Linked DNA regions of Anser cygnoides: region 2 is linked to region 1. Evidence: chromatin contacts called from public Hi-C data. All regions are on one chromosome and are shown on one strand. The core of a region is the stretch at or near the end of the contact, and the rest is flanking DNA. Distances in the headings are between cores, read along the strand shown. Region 1 holds the start of FDX1 (ferredoxin 1). Region 2 holds the start of ACAT1 (acetyl-CoA acetyltransferase 1).

The links. Hi-C and Micro-C count contacts between places; a contact is called where the count stands out from the background.
Region 2: a Hi-C map of liver shows a contact between it and region 1, with 2.3 times the contacts expected there. The contact joins the promoter of ACAT1 here to the promoter of FDX1 in region 1. A contact is called at or near these places in 2 of 7 Hi-C or Micro-C datasets (both in liver).

Annotation. Positions count from the first base shown.
Region 1 is chr1:194,177,246-194,180,815 of Taihu_goose_T2T_genome, forward strand. It overlaps FDX1 (ferredoxin 1), which reads right to left and starts at 1,870. Exons shown (of 4, transcript XM_048047055.2): 1 at 1,589-1,870. The coding sequence starts at 1,761.
Region 2 is chr1:195,058,623-195,062,238 of Taihu_goose_T2T_genome, forward strand. ACAT1 (acetyl-CoA acetyltransferase 1) reads right to left here and starts at 2,197. Exons shown (of 12, transcript XM_066989828.1): 1 at 2,089-2,197; 2 at 255-302. The coding sequence starts at 2,145.

The sequences.
Region 1 (3,570 bases), core at 620-3,119:
GCTATAAAAGAATTCTTAGATAACTACTGTTCATCACAAAATGAAAGGTGGGGAAACGGGGAAGAAAACAGACTGAAGATACATAACAAAACTGGGAAGGAAAACATAATGTTTGATGCCCCACTGACCCCCTTTGGAAACCTCTGCTCACAAGAATCTCTTCTGCTGACAATTTTACCTGTTTAGGTCTTCATCCTCTAAACATAAATACAGGTAACTTTACATGTAAAAACAACGAGGAATGAATGTTTTTACTGGACTAACATTGACTATACAAATTTCAGGAACCAATTCAACCAATAAAGGTATGACGAGAGAAAAATAACTTGCACGTAAATTGAGGAACTACTCATGTATGAAAGAAACCAAAAGTTTTTTTCCTTCCAAGTCATTTAGCTGGATTATAACGTATTATTTAAACAATACATTTGAAATGCTTGCTTGTGCGAACTCTTTTGCGGGTATGCTTGTGCAATGTGTGTGAATAGATGGCCGGTCTGTTTACAAGCCTGCATTCAGTCTGTGTGAAGGACCTGAGGGATTCTTGGTCTTATATAACAATTAGGTAAGGAAATGTCTTCCCTTTTCAGTAGACCATTTCATCTTATTTTACCCTGCTCAATAACTTAATATTTTTTTAGAGTTCTGACAATGCTTTTCAAAGTGTTTTTGTTTGTTTGTTTGTTTTGTTTTTTTCAGTGACCTCAAAATTAATGATGGTCTCGGCAGGTTAGTGGAGACCTATTTATTAAGGCATTAGAGTCACTCAGAGAAGCAACCTAAACAGGCACCATACACGCCTTGTACAGGAGTCCTGAACTACGAGGCTTGTTTGTCTCTCTGTATTAAAAGATTAAAAGTATCTGCTGGCACAAAGTGAAGAGCACCTACAGGAGCGTTTGTTTAAAACCAAACTGCTGAAACGACTTTGATGGCGAGGGCACTACCCAACCCTCTGGAAACAGGCTAGGCTGCCCTGATGTTGGGCAGCCCATTGTGGGTTTTGTTCTTAGTCAGAGAAACTCCTCTGACAACCAAGTTAATTTGCCTTTTAAAAGTGTATTTTAAATACTGCAAGTTACCTGCGGGCTCAGACCTTTGGATACACAGGCTACAGTCTCGGAGGCCACGCATAAACAAGTTTCTGATTACGTGTAGTGTTGCAAATCTGTAGTCGTGGACTGTGCAATATTGGTGCCTACAGGGCTCGAGCATGCCACAGCACACGCTGAGGGCAGGAGGGGCCCTGCACATCTGTGTATGTGCTCCTCGGTAAAGAGAAACTGTACCACAAGCAGGGGAGATCTTCAGATCTGTGCTGCGCTTCCACCACCGATTTAGTCAACCTTACGAAATTAAAAAAAAAAAAAAAAAAACAAAAAAAACAGAATACACCGGCCCCAAACCCCCTCACGGCCCCCTGAGCCCGGCCGGGGGTCACCAAGGGGCCGCCCCCTGACAGACGAAGCGCGGCCGGGCCCTGCCCCGAGCTCCTCAGGGCTCATCACGGACCGGGGGCGGGTGCCCGGGGCCGCCCCCGCCGCCCAACGATCGCTGCCCTCAGCCGTGCCCGCTCCGCCGCCCTTACCTGCGCGCCGCCCGGGCGGAGAGGCCGAAGGGCCGGGCCAACAAGGCAGCGGAGCCGCAGCCCGGCCTCGTCCCAGCTGCCGGCGAGGAGGAGAGGAGCCAGCGGCGGCAGGAGGAGGAGGCGGCGGCGGCGCGGAGAAGGCTGAGGAGGCGGGCGGGCGGCGGGGCCGCCATGTTGCGGCACGGAAAGGAGGCAAAGTCCCAGTGCTGCCGCCGTCTACGGCGACTCTCGTAAGGGTTTACGCCGCCTGCGTAGCGCGCTGCCCGCCCACTGCTGACGGCGTCGAGAGGGGACGGCGCCACGGGAGCGGCGGGGGTTACGCAAAGTGCGCGGCGCTGCGCCGTAATGGTGCTGGGCGGCGCTCGCTGCACCGGCCGGCCCCTGAGGGTGGTCCCTCAGAGCCCGGCGTGTCCTCCTGTCGTCCCCGGCTGGGGCTGGGAGGGATTTCGAGGGTCTGCTGGCCCAAGGAGTTCTTATTAAATCCGCAATGGTGGTTTAAGAAACCTGGCGTGTGGCGGATGGGGATTTGTGGTTCTGGGCAGGGAAGAGGTGGTGGTGATGGTGATGTGGTGATGGTGTGGTGTGCTGATGGTGATGGTGATGGTGATGGTGTGGTGTGGTGTAGTAGTGGTGGTGGTGGTGGTGGTGGTGGTGGTGGTTATGGTGGTGATGGTTGGTGGTGATGCTGGTGGTGCTGTTGATAGTGTGGTGCTGGTGGGGTGATGGTGGTGATGGTGGTGGTGGTGATGGGTTGGTGGCAATGATGGTGGTGATGGTGATGGTGGTGGTGGTGATGGTGGTGGTGGGGTGGTGTTGGTGGCTCAGAGGTCTCAGCTGTCCCCTGGGCTGGCCACACAGGATCACAGAGAAGTTCCTAGGTCCTTGCTGCTGTTTCTTCTGGCAGAATATCAACTTCTAAATCCCAGGCAGCAGCAGAGGGACAGCAAAGCTATCAGAGGTTTTAGCGGGAGGAGAGCTCAAATATCAGTATGGAAATGTTGAGACTTCCTCAGCTGTACAGACCACACACAGACTTAAGTTGTCTCCCTGCAATATACATGTCGGCCTACAAGATTTGATTATGTTATTAAGTAGATCATCCTAACATACTTAAATTGGAGAGTGAAAGAAGGAAAAAATACAGCATTTACTTTGAAATATTTTCAAACAGGAGTGGAAATAAATGGGGAAAAGGAAGAATTGTTTGCTTCTAGTGCTCTTAGGTACACAAGGTTGTTCCTGATGCCTTAGGATTTCAGGAGTATATTTTTGTTGCATCAGAGTAAGATCAGTGAGGGAGATGACATTATACAATGTATTTTCTTTAAGTAAAGGAGAAGGTTGTGGTGGAAAGGTAAAGAGCCACCAAACTTTCTATTCATAAACCAAGTGACTTAAATGTGCCAGTTTTCTGGAAAAAATGTTTATTGTTGTTATCCTTTACAATCTAGTATTCTTTCTGTAAAAGAAATATTTGTCTCTCCCCACCTAGCTTTAAGATGGGATTTTAGAAGTGTTACAGTTACCTTAGATGCGCAGTGTATCTCTAAATTTCAGCTGGCAGGTGGAGGTCCTTTATTTTTTTCTAGGCAATTTCTGTAGTAACTGTCACAGAGGCGCCAAGTAACTGAAGTCAGGTGGGTTACCACTGTGTAGTACAAGCAGAATCCCTTTCAGTTTTTCTTTGATTACAAGCAAAGTAATTGCATTTGTTCAAACACACTTTTCACAGAGCGACATTCATTAAATATAACTGAAACCAATGCACAGAATATGTTTATTAGATCATACTTTTACATAAATACAGTCAGCATACTTGAATATATCACAGAACAGTCACTGAAATAAACAGCAGGAGGCCATATCCTCAATTAGTATGCTGGTATCCTCTCACCCATGCAGAGCTCTGTTTCCTTAGGTTTCTCTCTTTTGCAACACCAAAGAATGTGGCTGCAAAGAATATGGTTTATTTCAGCATTGTC
Region 2 (3,616 bases), core at 947-3,446, 880 kb after region 1:
CAATAAATGGTAGAAAGCTGCATTAAATTTAAGTTACTTGATGCAATTCTAACCAGTTCTGTCCCATGCTAACAGTCAGCAAAGCAAAAAAAAATGGGAAATCTGACCTTTATTCTAATTTTTGCAGTAACATGACTTGGGCAACAGACACATTGTCAACAACGCAGGTTTCTTGTGATAACGTTCTGAACTTCAGAGGTTAAGAAGCAGATTTAACAGTGATTTATTGCGCTCAGACGGCACTTTATACTTACATTTAAAGTACGTTGTGATGCATAGCCACGGCTTGTATACTTCAAAGCCTGAAAAATAAAGTCCTCAGAATTCCATATCAACTAAGCAACGTATCAACATTTCAGTAATGTACCATTTCCAAATATTTTTTTTTGCAAAAAATAGTCTAAGAAGCACAGACTACTAAAATACAAAAATCATAAAATGCCTTTTTTAATATGTCGTCTAGTACAAAGTCTCACCATAACATCTGTGATGAAAATATCTCCTGAAAAAATAATCAGATACTCTTTTAAAAACAAAAAGCATTTTATTTTTGCCAAATCTGTTATAGAATCATTATGGTTGTAAAAGCCCTCCAAGATCATCTGGTCCAGCCATCCCCCTACCACCAATGTCACCCACTAAACCACGTCCCTAAGCACCACGTCCAACCTTTCCTTGAACACCCCCAGGGACGGTGACTCCACCACCTCCCTGGGCAACCCGTCCCAGTGCCTAACTATGTACGCTTACAAACAGTCTGACAACCAGAGAGCTACCTATCTTGAGAAGCATTAGTCTGTCTACAGCAACAGTCTGTCTGCTTCTCTTGACTTGGGTTCGTTCCTTGCTTTCACTAACTTCTCTGCTTTTTAAATGGTGGCAGGTTACACCTACAGCATCATTTCATTGGCATTTCATGTGCAAAAGTGGGAATAACAAGTTCAGAATGCTACAAGAGATGCCAATGAAACCAAGGAAAAGACAGAAACCACACCTGAACAGGCTAATCCACCGGCAAGGAGCTCCACGTAAGCAGCAGTGCAATAGGCAGAGATACACCTGCAGGTGTTACTGCAAACGTTAGCGTTTACCTTCCAACAGAAACCAGCAGTTTAGAACACAGAGTTCAAGCCATTTACTCAGACAAAGTTCCAGCACACTGAAGACATTCTGACCGCTGGATGAGAGCTGAATGATTACTAATTAAAAGTAAAAGCCACCCCCGGACGCCACAAAGGCACCATCCATCTTACGAGTCAAACAACGCCTGCTGGTACTGCACTGACAGCTCAAAGCACTGCATGTTTCTCTTGACATCTGACAAACTTCAACTAACAAAACACATTTTTCCGATTGTTTTTACATTATTCCCCCCCCCCCCCCCCCCCCCCCCCCAGCTCAGGCTGGGGTTTCCAACACAGAGTTTTGAACGAAATTTCTCTCAAAGTGACCTACATCTGCACCGGGCAAGGGCTGTAAAGGCTTCGTTAGCACCAAACCCCACAGCACCAAAGCCACACGTGCTTACAGGATCTCTCCTGGATCACCCCCCGGCTAGATCACCGTGTGTGCTCACAGGATCTCTCCTGCATTGCCCCCACACGGGATCACCGTGCGTGCTTACCACATCACGCCCGGCTCTCGCCTTTGCGGCACACTGGAAAGAAAGGAGACAACGCTGCAGCCGCCTCCTGCTAGCCGCGGCCATGCTCCGTGCCAACGACAGACTTTTATTTAAAAAAAAAAAAAAAAGACTTTCCGGGCGGGTGGGGAGCAGCCTCCCAGCTCCTCTCCTCACAGCGCCTCTCCAAGCGCGGCCACACCCGGCTGCCTCCCCTACCCCTACGCCTACGCCTACCTCACCTCCTCCTTCCTTCCCTCCTCCTCCTCCCTCTTCTCCTCCTCTTTCTCCTTCTCCTCCTCCTCTTTCTCCTCCTCCTCTTTCTCCTCCTCCTCCTCCTTAGACACAGCCATGACCTTGGGTGAGCCCCCGGGGCCGCACGGCGGTGCCAGGGCCGTGACAGGATGGGGCCGAGCAGCGCCCCCCCCCCCCCCACCTCACGCCGCCCCCCCCGCCCCGCGCCTCACCCGCAGCAGCCCGGCCACCGCCGCGCGCCGCCGGCCCAGCCCCGCTGCGCCCGCCATTTTGCCGCCGGCCCCGTCACCTTCACGGACAGCACCGCCCCGATCCCCTCCCGGCTCCCCATTGGTCTGCGCGGCGGAGGCGGGACCGGGATCGGCCCTGCTATTGGCTGGGCTCGGTGTCATGTCAGCCCTGCCCTCGCCCCGCCTCAGGGGGCTGAGGGGCCCCATCAGTCGTTGGAGCGCTGGTGGGGTCTTCTGTGAAGCAAATAACTGTATGCATGGTTTGTCCCTATAAGGCACTGATTTTGTGGGGACCTGGCTTTGCCCTCATAGAAATAAATCACAGAGTCATTAAGCTTGGAAAAGACCTCCAAGACCATCTGGTCCAACCATCCCCCTACCACCAATGTCACCCACTAAACCATCTCCCTAAGCACGACATCCAACCTTTCCTTGAACACCCCCAAGGACGGTGACTCCATCACCTCCCTGGGCAACCCGTTAAACTCATCATCTGACCATGTCAATTTTAGAATGCTGGATTGTCATTTTTTCCACTGTTCTTTATCGCCCATGACACCCTGTGCCTCCACCTCCCTCACTCAGTAAGCCCAGGTAGCAGGATGGCACCCATGCAGTGGGGCAGCTTTGCCCCTTGGGCATAAACCACAGTCCTCCAAGCACTGAGGCACAATCCCATGAGAAATCACGTGCCTGTGCGGGTACCCTTGAATGTGGGCTGCTGACCTTCCCAGGAAAAGGAGCGCTGATCCCGTGACTCTCAGCAACAGCTGTAGCAAAGAAGGCATGCAGCAGGACTGTAGCACCTTGCCTGGTGCTTGCGTCTGCATGGCCTGGCAGGGTGACAGAAGCTCCTGCAGCCTGAGGAGGGACACCTGCATACGATAGCTGTTAACCTACTTTTGCACACCAGGACACACACAGTTTCTTTACAAACTAAACTGCCTCCCCCTCCTCATTTTAATATTTATTAATTTATTCTGGAGGAACGGGGACAAGCTTCCACAAATTAGGGTTACCTCTGACTTGTCATCTAAAATAGCTATACCCTGTTACTTATTACAGCAGCTGCAGTGCATTACAAGGCAGACACAGGGTCAACAGCCCCAGCAATTGTCTCCTGCTATTACAACAGAGATGGAGGACACCTTCCCAAGCCCTGCTTCCAGCCAGACAGCCTGGGGGCAAGCAAAGGAGGCACAGCTTCAGCATCCCTTGGCCTTTCCCCTTTGCTTCTTTATACAAACCCTGCAAGTAAGGGGCTAGGTTGCCGTCCATCTCTTCCCTAGGTGTTCCCACCTGGAATAGTGCCAGGAACTGCTCCTTCTGAGGAGCCTTTCTCTGCAGCTCACGTGCTTTAGGTCTCCTTTCCAGCCCAACAATGCTGCCCCACTAGCACAGTGATACCTCTGCCCTCTTTTCCGAGTGCAGCTCTTTGCAGGGATGTTCGCAGTCCTTTCAGAGCAAGGGGGACACTTGCCTTACACATGGGTTTTCATTCCCAGGGTGA